Regions from separate parts of the Mus musculus genome. Here all the other regions are linked to region 4. Evidence: chromatin contacts called from public HiChIP or PLAC-seq and promoter capture Hi-C data. All regions are on one chromosome and are shown on one strand. Each heading gives the region's core, a stretch centred on a gene start, on an enhancer-like site or on the middle of the called end of the contact. The rest is flanking DNA. Distances are from core to core; before and after follow the strand shown.

Region 1 (3,497 bases), core at 185-2,684, 1.1 Mb before region 4:
CAGGGCTTCTCTGAGGTGATATTTGTATAGCGGGAGCTGCTTTCAGGGTGCTGGCACAGAGCTGAGAAAGCGAGTCTGGACTCCCACTGATTGTGTTCCCTTGTGCCGCAAGGTTTGCTTTGCCTATTGCAAAAGAAAGAGCTGGAGGCAATGTCCTTTCCAGTTCTGGCATCCTGGGACATCATGACCTCAAGTAGGTGGTCCCTCCCTACCATCTGCTACAATGTCCAGTACAGTGGCTGCATGCTGTTGTTTGTATGCGTATAAAGATTAAAGTTACACAAAATGTCACACTGGCCACATTTCAAGGGCTGAGTAGCCACGTGAGGCTAGTGGCCCCTGCAAGAGGCACCAGCACAGAAACTGGACCAGAAGACCTGGGTGCAAAGCAGCAAGAACCAAAAGGCCTCGTGGTGGAGATGTTCCTGAGTAGGTCGGAGGGACAACCTTGGGGACACAGAAACACATCTATTTTGTAGGCATTTTTCAAGTAGGGCAGTATGAGGTGATAAGAAATGAGGTCCCAAGGCAAGCCCAGGTCTCTCTATGCTAGAGAGCTGGCAGCTAACTGGTCTCACTCTGGAAGTGACCAGGGGAATATATGACTAAGGGACGGGCTTTCCAAGGGCTGGCCTGGCCTCTTTCCATGTGTCTTCTCTGTACAGTAAGTCTGCCAGGGGACTTATCCCTTCCCCTTGTCATGCTACATACACATAGATCCCTAGGTTGTACTATGGCCTTTGATCACCTCTTTGCTCAACAAAACACTGAGCTCCGGGCACCTGTGCGACCACTATCTATGCCCAGTCAGCCTTGCAGGACAGGGAGGAAGGCTTAAGGATTATTTAGTGAGCCAAACTCAGTCTTGCTCAAAGTCCTGGCTTACAATGTGCTTGTACACTCATAAAAGTACCCTGGAACATTCTATCAGAGTCCAGTCTGCCTATGGGACACTCACCCTGAACCATCACCATGCTGTTCTCCATCGAAGGTGTGTGTGTGTGTGTGTGTGTGTGTGTGTGGTGCTGAATGATGCCTAGAAGGCCTTAGAAACGCAGCCCAACCTTTCCCAAGAGATTTAATGGCAAGCCGAAGCCCACACTATAGGAGCATCCGATCTCCACGTTCCAGGATGAGGTTGGGACAAAGACAAGCTCTTCCCTCCTTAGCCCCAGCCCCTTACCCTAGACTACCCGGAAAAGAGCTCTTTAGCTGTGGGCTCCAGTGGGAAACTGGTCAACCAGTACTAGGATACTGGAGCAGGGATCTGGGGCGGGGCCTGGGGAGGCTCCGCCCTTTGCGTCATTAAGGCGGGGCATCCCCCACCCAGAGCTCCAGGTAGCGGTGGAGCCAGCAACGGGAGATGGCGGGCTGCACTCGCCCGGAGGCGGGGGCGGGGCGGGCAAGGGGCGTTACTGCGACCCATGATGTCACTGTCGCGGCGGACCTTGGCGATTCCCGGCCAGCTGTGTTGCTCGGTTGCATCGCCGGAGATTGGAACAGGCAGCTCGCTCATGAGTCATGGACTTCCCCTGGCCCCTCCTCGACCACTCCCACTCTCTCTCAGGGCCCCCCCGTAGGGGCTAACGCGGGCGCGGCGGCTCCGAGGGGGTGGGGCTGCTGGGAATGGCTGTGCCCCCTTCAGCTCCAGTGCCGTGCTCGCCCTTTTACCTGCGGAGGCAGGAGCCTTGCCCGCAGTGCTCATGGAGCATGGAGGAGAAGGCGGTGGCCAGCGCCGGCTGCTGGGAGCCTCCAGGGCCCCCGAGGGCCGCCGTCCCATGCTTCAGCGTCACGGTGGAACAGGACGACATCCTCCCCGGTGCCCTGCGCCTCATTCGGGAGCTGCGGCCGCACTGGAAGCCCGAACAAGTTCGGACCAAGGTAGCCGAGAGGGCGTGAGGCCGGGGATGGGGCGCTGCCGGGCTGCAGAGGGGCTGCGTGGACGCCCGTCAGTGCATCCTCCAAGTGCGGGTTCCAGGGTTTTGCGGCTGTTGCGCAGGAGATGTTTTGGACCGTGGTTTGAATATGTGTGTAACTCTCCATTTCTCTTTGATCCCTATGCAAAGCTGGGCTCACGCTTCCCTGGACCCTCCCCATTCGCCTGCTCCTGCCGCCGGAGGTCCACCTGCCCACTGTCAGCGTGCTGCGCGTGCAGCCCCACCCCCTGTCGCTGCGTGCTTGTCCCCTAGTTGCTCAGAAGTGCTACCCAGCCACTCTGACAACCCGAGGAAGCACGAACTTTTAAGGAAACCTCCCCCTACACCCATGCTGTTCCTTCGCCCTAACTTGAGATCCAAGCCTCGGGGATCTGAGCATTCCTTGTGGCCCCAGGAGCCAGCCCTGTGCAATTCAGAATTCCAGCTAAGCCCTGAGACCTTCTTCACGTGGCCTCAGGCTAGCTCTGAGCAACGCCCCTTTTGACCCCCACTCCATTTTCTTCCCACCTCAGCTGAATACTTTGTCCCACACACACACCTGTGGGCAGAACTGCCCACTGCGAGCCCCTAGCTTACTCCCTCCCTCGCTGTCCTGCATTCTCTTAAAAACCTACCCAGCCCTACACCCCTGACAGCCTGCTTTGGAGGGTTCGGGCCCCATGTCATTGGCCTTCTGAGTATGGAAGGGGCAGCTCTAAGGAGAATCTGGGCTGAATGTGGTAACATTTTCAGAAGACCTGGTCAGGAACAGACAGTGAAGGCATCAAGCCATATTTGAGATTAAACCCAGCACTGCATACCAGATGCTAATCTGGACCCCCACTAGGCCTGTCGTCTCACCTAGAAGGGGTGGGTCCCCTGAAGTCCCATCCAGCTCTGCCCCATAGCGCCCATAAACCTTTAGTTCAGGGTTCCTCCCTCCTTATCACCCTGCCCAGAGAGTCTGGGCTCCCACTCATATTGTCTCCTGTTCCTCCTGGTGTGGAATTCAGAGATTCAAGGACCTCTGGCCACCAAAGCCCTGGGAAGAGTGCCAACTTCAGTACCCTCCTTGTCTCTCTGCCACTGGATAGAGCAGGAGATACAGCTCTGAGAGCCCTTGCCTGCCTTAATGAGAGGCAGCTGATCAGGGTGTCTGTCTGGGCAATTTCTAGCCCTCCCTGGCTACATTCTTGCCTGCAGTGGGGTTCTTTCAGGGCCAGGATGGAGAAAGGAGGGGAGGGCCTCTCTCCAGCGCCTAGTGCAGACGTGGCCACTGTGCTAGATAGCATGGCCTGGACGCGCAGCTAGGCTGAGTGAGTGTGCCTGGACTCAGTGTGGCTGCTCCTTCCCATCCACCACCATGAGTGTCCCTTTATTCCAAGGCACAGTTTAGTACTAGCTGGCGTGGGGTTATGTTCAGCATTCCAGTGAACGAATTCTGTTTTGACTGAAGCTCTGGGAAGAGAGCGGAGGACCATGCCGCACCCTCCCACCCATGGCTGTCCTCTCCCCATGCTAGCGCTTCAAAGACGGCATCACCAACAAGCTATTGGCCTGCTATGTGGAGGAGGACATGCG
Region 2 (3,131 bases), core at 45-2,544, 1.4 Mb before region 4:
CCTAGTGATGCCCATGAGGTTTCTATCTAACCGTTCCATTTCATCCTCGATGAAAACAAAACAATATTCTCCCTCAAATACTTTAGAATTGTGAACTCGACTTTTTGGGGGTGGGGGTTAAGATTGAATTTATTTTTAGATTCTGTATATGCTTGTGGGGGTGTGCACATGCATATGGATGCCTGCAGAGGCCAGGAGAAAAAGCAGCAGCTCTCCTGGAGTTACACACCACACCCGTTGGGGTGCTTCTGCCTCCCAGGTGCTGATTGAGGACCTGGCTTAGGGACTCCCCTTTTGTACTGCTTTTCTCCACCACAGGACTTCCTCTAGTTGTTCAAATCCTCATTCTACTAGACAGCTCTCCTCTTTGTGAGCTCTCCCCAGTTTCTACCTCTACCAACCTAGGAAGGCTTTAGCCCTTGTCTCCTGGAAAACTGCTCCGGTTTCTTACAGAGTTTCATGCAAATAAGGGGGCGGGATCAAAGGCCCCATGTGTTTTATAAAGACCTTTCTGACTTTGATAGACTGAAATGGTAGTATCTTAAATATTTCCTTGGGGCAAGGCAAGGGATGCTTAACAGATGTTTCCATAGAAGCCTTAGCTAGAGAGCAGAGGGCATGGGAGCTGAGACACCTTCTCCCACCAAGGCTTGAAGGGGTACTGAGGAAGAAGGCTGAATCCCAGTGTGACTGGCAAAGAAAGGAAGATAGCAAAGAACAAGTTCCTGGTTGAAGAAAGTGTACTTGGAGATCCGAGACCCTAGTTATTATGCAAACGGAGCTGGCCAGTACTGGGTAGAGCCCTTAGGAAAATGCTTGACACAGGTGCTTTAAGGGAGGTGCCCGGAGAAAATAACACAGTTTCAAAGTTTGCTTCCTACCTTAATAGGGTTGGAGGCTTCTCTACTTCTCCTCCCCACTCAGGTTGGAAGACCGCCCTTGAGCAAACGGGAGAGAAAAGTGCCAACACAGCCTCCCCCACGAAGGTGGTAGTTCTTTAGAGCATCCCTATCATGCATAATTATGAGAGGAAATTTTCGAACGGATAACTGAACGCCCAGCCCGTGTCGCTTCCAATAAGGTGATCTGGCTTGTTTCACCTGACCCAGAGCAAGGGGTTCCAGCCTGGAAAACGACGACAATCTGCCAGCGGGAAGTGGGATTGCTGGCCCCCGGGGTCTGCTCAGGACGCCGCACACGGTGCGGAGGCGGGAGCGGGAGGGGGAGGGGAGGGGGAGAGGAAGAGGGGAGGGAGGGGGCCCGTGTTCCCGCCGCCCCGCCCTCTGGCTCCCGCGACTAGGCGATTCGGCGTTGCGGCTGTTGCCGGCGGCCTGGGCCGCGGTCCTGGCAGGAGCCGGTGAGCCTCGCGCGCCGTGCAGTGCGCCGGCTGTCCGGGAGATGGCTTCTCCCCGCTCGCTCGCCGTTCGCGCTATTGTCTCACCCGGGGCTGCCTGACTGCGAGCTCGTGCACGCTCCCGGCAGACAGCACCGGGCCCGGGCCCGGCCCCCACGCCCGTCGCTTGCCCGTGTGTCTCCTGCTGCGGGGATCCCAGTGCCCGCGCGGTGCGAGCGAAGGGAGCAGGCGACACTGAACATCACGCGGGGGCTGGAGCCGCCTGGATCTTCCGAGCGAGCCGGGTCGGCGGAGCCCTAGACACCCAGCCACGACAGTCAGGGTGTCGCGGCAGAACCCGCGGCCAGCGCAGGTAGGAAGAGCACGCGGCGGGGAGGACGACCCCGGGGCTGCGGAGCGCCCTCTTAGTCGGGGCGACGTGGGCAGAGCTCCCGCCCCGAAGCGCCAGCGCCGGGGCCAACAATGGCAGGGCCGAGAGCCCAGCCGGGTCCTCCGAGCACTGCAGGTTGCTCGCCCCCGCCCCACGGCTCGCCCGCGACTCGCGGCCTCGCCGGGCTTGCACCCGCCTCCTCCTCCGGAACACACTTCCCGGGTGCAGCTGCAAGACGAGCTGGGACCAGGGGACCGCTTTGGAGTCGATTTGTTTATTAGTTTGTTTAAGAGCAAAACCTGTCCTGGAGTGGGGGGTGGTGGGAGTGGTGCCTTCCTGTGCAGCGGGAGTGAGAAGTCAGCGTCCAACCTCGGGACGGTACACATTTTCGGCCAGGCGGAGGGTAGGGTTGGCCTTATAAGGATACTGCAAAAGCAGAAGACTGAAAGCTTGCAGGAGAGACTAGGACCTTCAGGCCCGAGTCCCCGGCCCTCCGGGAAAGTGCTCCTCTCCTGGGCAGTACTTGCCCCTCATTTTTCAGTTTTACACAGCTGCAGCTTTGGTGCGATGATAGAAGCTGGAAGCCCCAGCAAAACTGCCAAGCTGGGGTGGGTGGGGTGAAAAGTCCAGGGGCTTGGCAGGCTTCTGGGGTGTGGAAAGAGGTTACCAAATGTATGAGGTTAGTGCATTCACCCTTGTTGTGCAGAGGTTGAAGTGTCTAAACTCTGCCATTGCTCCTTCAGGCTAACCTGGCCCTACATCTCACCTCCCTTTAGGTATCTTTGTGGTTTCCCAGTCCCAGCCCACCAGTCATATTTAGGGTGAAAGTCCTATTGTCTCTGGTTGCCCTGGTGTTTTTATTCAACTTGGTCAGAGAGTTCTGCAGCCTGGACTGATAGACCCTAGCAGGCCTTTGATTCCTTAGCGGCTGGCAAGCTACCTGGGCTACAGAAGTGGGCTGATACAGCCCCTCCTTTCTCTAAACTACCTGCTTGTCTGGGACATGGCCAAGCAGATGTAAGCAATTTGCACTGAATTCCAGCCCCAAACCAGCCCTGAATGAAAACTTACTCGATTTGCTCCCACTAGGCCTTGGAAAGAGATTCAGGAGAGAAATGGCAACCCTGACACACAAATAGCCTCCCTCTTTCCAGCTGCAGCTCCTGGAGCCCAGTCAGCGAGCCTGACGCTCCTTCAGAGCCTGGTAGTCCCATTCGGGGCTGTGTCCGTGGAAAAATTCAGTCGAGGCACATTTTATAGCCCTGCCTGACGGCCTGCAGTGTCTGAGGAGACGGTGGCTTTGAACAAGAGCCCTGGACCCAGACTGGGGCTGCTTCTCCTTTGGCTTTTGGGAAGCCCAAGGTTTGGCTCTTGTAGCTCAGAGCTTACTGCTGAGTGCATGGGTGT
Region 3 (3,422 bases), core at 218-2,717, 1.7 Mb after region 4:
AACACTGTCTCTTGCTCTAAGGAATTTGATTCACTGGCTTTGGGTTTCAGATGCTAATATTAATAAAATATATAGGATCCCACCAGGACCCCTTACACACCACCATCACCACTACCTCTCTGGGGCTCTGGCTCTCCTCCTGTTTGCTACGAGGGTAGGAAGAATGAGCTGACCTAACTTTCACATTTTCCCTTAAAACTATTCCAAACAGGCACCTGGGTTCCCGAGTGGAGCAGTCACAGATGGGGGTGGGGAGTGGGGAATGATGGCACCAAGAAGTGGATCCTCAGGACCCTAACGTACATCCCAGCCAAGACGTCTCACAGGGTTTCATCATCTGAGGCTGATGCAAGAAGCTTGGAGCCAGACTCCCCTGCCTCCCCTCCCCCAGAGGTCTCCATCCACATCTTGAGCTGCAGCTGGGTCCTCCTCTTGGGCCTTTTCCAGAGGAAGGAGCTGGGTGAAGCCTGGGAAGGGAGGGCAGCTGGTGAGGGGCCCTGTGAATGGTCCTAATGTTGGTTGTTGGGGGGCAGGGAGAAGAGTGGGGCTGGGAGGGTGCAGGGGTGAACTGGAATGGGACTTGACTTCACATTACTGGTCTCCTTTCTCATAGCCCTGTGTTGAAAAGTCTCCTGGGCTAATCCTTTATATACATTTCTGATGGCAGCGCTGGCCTCCTTTGCCTTCTAGCTTCTCCCAGGTATCTGGAGTCAAGTGCTTCTTTGTTCCTACTACTTCCCAGGCAGATCTGGCCTCCCACATCGACTCCCCCACACACAACCCGCCCCCCCCCCCCACTGTCACAAAGAGTGTGAACCAGGCCCTGTGGGTCATAAAGGTTAGTGGGACCCTGGTTTAGTGAGGAGAACCTGAGCCAGTCAGCCATCAAAGCAAACTATGAGCTTAAAGATGTTGCAGAGTGGAGGTGGGGAAATTTACTTCCACATCAACAAGAATCCCCTTCAATAAAGGTTGGCGGATTTACCGAAATAAATGCAGAAGGGACACTTCGCTGACTCTTTCAAATTGCAAATTGCTCATCTCTATGAGATGCTTTGAGGTGCAGCACACCGCCCAGCCCAGAGACCAGGTTCTTACCCATGCCTAGCCACAGACTCGCTGTATGACCTTGGGGTGTTCCTCTTTGAGTCCCGTTCCTCATTTAGGAAAGGAAGATCCCACTGAGACTGAGGTACCATGACTTCGAGGGCCGTGGTTCCCGAATGGTCAACTTCCCAGGGACGAGTCCATCATGCCACTCCCGCTTTCACTCCCAAGCCCTCCAATCCTACCCCGCCCCTCCCAGCCACCCGATGGACGGGAGCCAAGAGGTCTCTTTAAAGGCTCAAGTCCCGCCTCTGCTGCTCGTTGGGGCCTTCTATTGGCGGCCTCTGGGAGGGGCGGGGCCCTGCGCGGCTCTGAGGGGCTGGGGGTGGGTCCTGAGGTGGCTCGGCCCCCGCCCCCTTTGTTCGCGCTGCGGCGGGAGGTGGCGGTCCGGGTGGGAGGTGTGTGCGCGCGCGTGTGCCGCGCTGTAGGGAGCTGCGGGTCTCACTGCCCGCTGTCAACGAGCTCAGCACCTCCGCGCGATGGCTGGAGGAGACGCATGGGACCAGCCCCGTGGGGCCGGCCGCGGCTGAGCCCCTCTGCCGCCTCCTGCGAGCATGTCACCTCCAGCCTACGAGGTCGCTTTCGCTAGCAGGGTCCCTGCCTCCGCCTTCTGCAGCCGCAGCCGCTGCCTGGAGCAGTGGCCCCCGGACCCCCGCCCCTGATCCGCGCCCAGACCCTGGTGCCGGAGGACCATGGCTGGCCAGGGCGACTGCTGCGTCAAAGTGGCCGTCAGGTAAGGGTCGATGGCGGGGAAGGGGCGTGCGAGGAGGGGTTCGAGCTTTGTCTCGCGTGTTCTCGGGCGGGGGGCGCGGGCACCGCTCGAGCTGGAGTCTGCAGTCCAGGAGGAGGGGCCGACGCGCGCTGGCCCGGCTGCCGCAGGGGAGCGGCGGCCCAGCGGACTGATGGAAGGTGGCTTTGTTTGGGTGGTAATTTCTGGCCCCTCTTGGGAGCACTTAATGATCAGAAAATCGAATAAACAAGGAAATCCGGTATTTCACACCCAGCTTTGGCCCAGGCCGGAGCGTCTGTGTGTTTCCTCTTGTCCTCCCCATGAGGCTGCTGTCTCATTCTGGGGTATAGGAGGGAATCCCCCCTCCCCCCATCTACCCCAGTTAGCCAGTTCTACGCTCTTGATCCAGCTCACCATCCTGGGAGCGGATACAACAGACAAAGATCGGTTGTGGGACCCATGAAAGGGTTGGAATGGTGCCTTGGCTTTCCACGGGGTGCCAATGGCTTTTGGAGAAAGCCCTGCTGGTCCTGCCCCAAGAGGAGATGGTGCTAGGGAGGAAGAAAAAGGTGTATCCGAGGGACTAATCCAGAAGGGGTGAAAGGGGTGACAGGACCCTAATGCTACATTCACAGGCACAAAGGTGAAACTGAGCAGGGGGGAAGGGCCCCTAGATTTATCTGGATTCCCATTCCCGATATCTGTAGGTATTAGAAGTAATCTGGCAGACATTAAGAGGAAAGAGGACGGGACTTAGTGGGTTCTTTTCCTAGGGGCACACAGGTGCAGGGACAGGAAATGCTACAAAGTTGAACTCTCTGTTCTTTGCAGAGAGTGAAGATGCCTCCCACCAGCTCTCCCGACTGTGTTTTGTGGTCTTCTCTTTAAGAAGAACATAGTGGGAGAGTAGCAATGTGAGTGAGCTGGTCACCAACTCACAGATGCACTGAGGAACATACATCTCTGGTTCTGGCCTTATAGAGTGGGGGAGGGGAGCAGTCAAATTCTAGGGTAGGTCCTTGAGACAAGTGTTCAAATCCCCTGGGTCAGAGATGACCCAGATTCCAGGGATCCTGGGAAGAAGCTCATAGACAAGATGAGAGAAATCGATGAGATAGGTTCTCTCTTCCTGCCCCAGAGCAGATGCCCACCCCCCAACTCTGTATAATCCAGAGAGAAGGCACGGAGGCTTAGTATATAATAGCTCAGGTGCTGAGGGAGGGAGATTGAGGGCTGCTGGTCCAGCAGCTCCTACAGCAGTCAGAACACCACCCGTGCACACACTCTGCCTGGCACTGAACAGCCTGAGACAAAGAGGAGCCCTGCAGGTGTCTGGTGGGCTGGTGGGGCGGAGCCAGGCTGCCACTGAAGCTGACATTGCAGCAGGAACCTTTGGAGGTCGAGGGAAGGGGAGCACGCATGGGCCGGGTGGGAGTGAGACATGTCAATATGGCATCTACAGCAGATGGGGAGAGGGGAGCTACCTGCCGTAAAAAGAAAATGGAAGCCCAACCTCCAACCAGTGTGAACCTGGACTGACAGGACAGGAGACGGGGTGCTCTATCCATGGGGTCTTTCCTTTAGA
Region 4 (3,410 bases), core at 510-3,009:
AAGATGAGGCCCGATGGAAGAAGCTTAAAGCCAGCTTGCAAAGGGCCATGCTGTGGGCGGTGGTGGGGCTCCCCTGCCAGATCTCCATTAGTGTGAGGGCAGCCTGGCCTGCAAGCTCTACCCAGAGAAACTATCTTGAAAAAAACAAAAGATTTTTAAAAACAAATAATTTAACACTTAAAGGGGGAGCAGCCGGGCGTGGTGGCACACACCTTTAATCCTAGCAGGAGGCAGAAGCAGGCAGATTTCTGAGTTTGAGGCCAGCCTGGTCTACAAAGTGAGTTCCAGGACAGCCAGGGCTACGCAGAGAAACCCTGTCTTGAAGAAAAATAAAGTTTCCAGATTTTGTTTTGTACAGCAGGTAATTTATTATTATTATTTTTATTAAAATATAGGTTTCTAGTCAACTGTTTTTTTTAAAGATTTATTTATTTATTTTATGTATATGAGTATACCATTGCTCTCTTCAGACACACCAGAAGAGGGCATTAGATCCAATTAAGATGGTTATGAGCCACCATGTGGGTGGCTGGGAATTGAACTCTGGACCTCTGGAAGAACAGTGGGTGTTCTTAACTGCTGAGCCATCTCTCCAGCCCCAGGTAATATATTAACAATAGCTAGTTGTTATGAAACTCTATCCATTTGCCAGGCATCATGCAGACACTGCCTTAGTCCTGACAGACCTGAAAGTAGCACCTGAAATGTCCTTAGTCCTGACAGACCTGAAAGTAGCATCATTTCCCTTCGTTTTCAAGGTTAAGTAGTGATTTGGAAGGACTCAGTAATGTGTAAAGATCGGCTGGCTTGGGAAGGAAACTGGATCTACAAGAACCCAGAGTCTATGCTTTTAACCAGAACAAAGTTGACTTCACTCTCCTGGGGCATCCATCTAGCATTTGGTCACCTTTTCTTGCATTTAGAGCAGTAACAGCTGTGCATCGTTTTTTGGAGTATAAGAAAATGAACACTCCCAAAATACTATATTGTGTGGTTCAGTTCCGGCAGAGAAGCACACTATATTGTCTTCTAAGATGTGCCCTCTGGGTCACATGGGAACATGGACTGGCACAGAAAATTGTCAAGCTAGGCTTGTTTGAAATAACTTCTCCCTTTCTGATAAATAACAGGAACCAAAAGTTAAATCAGTTGAGTGAATAGATTCATGGTAGTCGTTCCATACATAGCATACCAGAAGAAGAGAGGGAGGGATTTGGAAAATGGATATAGAAATAGTTTCGGAGCTGTATGGTAGCCCACATTTGAAATCCTAGCATTTGAAAGGCTGAGATAGGATGGCCTCGAGTACAAGGCTCACCTGGGTTGCACAATTAAACCCTTTCTCAAACAAAAATAAAAGTGTGGGTTGGCGTTGTTTAATCCTGCCACTAGGGAGGCGAATCTACAGGGCGAATTCGGGACAGCCAGGGCTACACGGAGAATCCGTGTCTTGGAAAAAGGGGGGAAAAAGTGTTTCTGTACTAGAGATATAGTGGCTTGCCTAGAGGTACAATTCCCAGTACTAAGAGAAGGAAAAAAAAAGTGTTTCGGAGCTGAAAAGCGAGGCCGTGGGGTGGGAAACTAAGATTGCCTTCCCAGCTCCCTACTCCCAGCTCCCTACTCCCCTACACGCGCCCGTCGTAGGCCGGGAGAAGAGGCTTTTGCAGTCCGCCAGTGTAGGGCCAAGCTGGGACAGCCAGAGCCAGCGATTGGTCAGATCAGGGGCGGGGCGGGGCGAGCCTGAGCGCGCCCTGATGATTGGCACGCGCAGGAATGCCTGGATCGGAGCGGGTGAGGTAGCGCCGGGAAGGTGACGCGGCTGCGGAGGTGACGCCGTGCGGTCGCGCGGCCCTTCCGGCGCGGGCAGGGCGCTGAGGATCGGGCGCCCCTCGGCCGCAGGCCGCCTCCAGTGCCGCGGGATGTAGCGCCCGGGCCCGCGGCCCCCAGCAGAGGCAGCCAGCCAGGCCGTAAGTGTCCCGGGGGTGGGCGGGGCGCGGGCCCTGCAGGCTCTGGAGGGGACAGCACGGGAGTGGCCCGCCCCTGGATCGTCGCTCACCGCCCGGCCCTCCGAAAGGTCCTCCGTAAACATTTCCGGCCCCTCCCACCGCGCACCGCCTCCGTTCGGGGGGCTGCTCGCCGCCGTCGGGGCCCGGCAGTCCGCGAGTGCTGTCTCCGCAGCCGCGCGGTAGACGGCCGCGTTCCAGCCCTGCTGGCGACCCCCGGAGTTGAGCCTGCGAGTTGGGTGCGGGAACACCGGCCCTGGGTGGCCGGGAACCCTAAGGCCACCACCGCGATCCGCAGGTCAAACGTGACGGGGCTCCCTCCTGGATAGGGTCGGTCGGGAAGTTGATGGAGACTCGACAGGCCTAAGGTACTACTCAACTAGAATGTAAACAAGATGCCGAAGTGTTGGGAAGGGCCAGATTTCATCTCAGAAATCTAGGGTTGATGGATGCTGGTTTGTTTGAGAATTTGAGTCTCGCACTTGCTTTTAAGAAAATAAAGTGGCTCGCCGTCAGTTTCTGGCGGTTCGTAGTTGAAGAAGCTGGACAAATTTCAGTTTACATAGTTTCAGATGTCAGCGGAGCACTAAGAGACCATGGGATCTTCTATAATAATAATCTGATTATTTCCCTCGGGTCTTTAGCAGACAGACCAGAAAACCCAGCAGTTAAGTTGTGTGGTAAATCAAACGAAGATGGCAATAGGTGGTTCTTTGCAGAACCAAAGCCATGTTGGGATGTGCTCACTGCTTTTTTTTTTTTTCCTTTTGATAATGCAGGGCAGGCTGTGATGGTGCAGTCGCAGTTCCTGAGAGTTTATAGCATCAGTCCACTGCCAGGAACTCAGTCAGATAGGATGGCGCTAAGTGGATTGCAATGTCAGGGTTCCCGGCCTGCAGCCACTGCATTTCTTTATTACAGAAGTAGTTTTTGTGTCCATTTTTTGTGAAAGGTCTTTGAGAAGTCAGTCTTCAAAAGCTGGTGTTATTAGTGAAGTATTAGACATTGGTGTGGGCCTTCAAACACTGCACCTACTCCCGCAGGGTAATCTCCGCTGGGGTGTTCACAGTAGCCCAGAAACGACAAGATTTTTGAGAAAGAAGTAAATGAGTGGCTTTACCCGTGTGAAAGATAAATTAAGGAAGCAGCCTTAATTTCATAGCCTCTGCGCCTCCCTCCCCTCACTCCACCCCCCCCCCCTCACGGCAGGAGGAGGGGAGCGGTCAGCACCTTAAAATGAATGGTAGGCTAAGTTGTGTCACTTCAGAGTGACCTCATTTTCTTAAGCTTCCTGATGGAAAGTGCATTATTCGATGCTCTGGGTAGCCATGCTACCATGTAAACCGCTGTTTACACAACTGTACCCCTGGAATGCCCTGCCTCAGATGTCCATGCCTATCAAATCTT

Evidence for each region. Promoter capture Hi-C pulls out the DNA fragments that hold promoters and counts their contacts. HiChIP or PLAC-seq counts read pairs in DNA pulled down with a chosen protein or histone mark.
Region 1: a contact with region 4 is called in a promoter capture Hi-C map of cranial neural crest. The contact joins the promoter of Etnk2 here to the promoter of Adipor1 in region 4. A contact is called at or near these places in 4 of 39 promoter capture datasets (cranial neural crest, hippocampal neurons, liver and 1 more) and 1 of 484 Hi-C or Micro-C datasets (B cells).
Region 2: a promoter capture Hi-C map of liver shows a contact between it and region 4, with 4 times the contacts expected there. The contact joins the promoter of Pik3c2b here to the promoter of Adipor1 in region 4. A contact is called at or near these places in 4 of 39 promoter capture datasets (HPC-7-derived erythroid cells, hippocampal neurons, liver and 1 more) and 1 of 115 datasets of contacts at active chromatin or transcription factors (astrocytes).
Region 3: a FOXA1 HiChIP or PLAC-seq map of pancreatic cancer cells shows a contact between it and region 4. The contact joins the promoter of Kif21b here to the promoter of Adipor1 in region 4. A contact is called at or near these places in 1 of 39 promoter capture datasets (the HPC-7 cell line), 1 of 484 Hi-C or Micro-C datasets (rod photoreceptor) and 1 of 115 datasets of contacts at active chromatin or transcription factors (pancreatic cancer cells).

The regions. Positions count from the first base shown.
Region 1 is chr1:133,362,138-133,365,634 of GRCm38.p6, forward strand. Etnk2 (ethanolamine kinase 2) reads left to right here and starts at 1,435. Exons shown (of 8, transcript NM_175443.5): 1 at 1,435-1,881; 2 at 3,439-3,497. The coding sequence starts at 1,627.
Region 2 is chr1:133,044,718-133,047,848 of GRCm38.p6, forward strand. It overlaps Pik3c2b (phosphatidylinositol-4-phosphate 3-kinase catalytic subunit type 2 beta), which reads left to right and starts at 1,295. Exons shown (of 33, transcript NM_001099276.2): 1 at 1,295-1,706.
Region 3 is chr1:136,129,923-136,133,344 of GRCm38.p6, forward strand. Kif21b (kinesin family member 21B) reads left to right here and starts at 1,468. Exons shown (of 35, transcript NM_001039472.2): 1 at 1,468-1,840. The coding sequence starts at 1,800. It overlaps Gm15850 (predicted gene 15850), which reads right to left and starts at 1,261. Exons shown (of 3, transcript NR_046170.1): 1 at 1,099-1,261.
Region 4 is chr1:134,413,619-134,417,028 of GRCm38.p6, forward strand. It overlaps Adipor1 (adiponectin receptor 1), which reads left to right and starts at 1,760. Exons shown (of 8, transcript NM_028320.4): 1 at 1,760-1,967.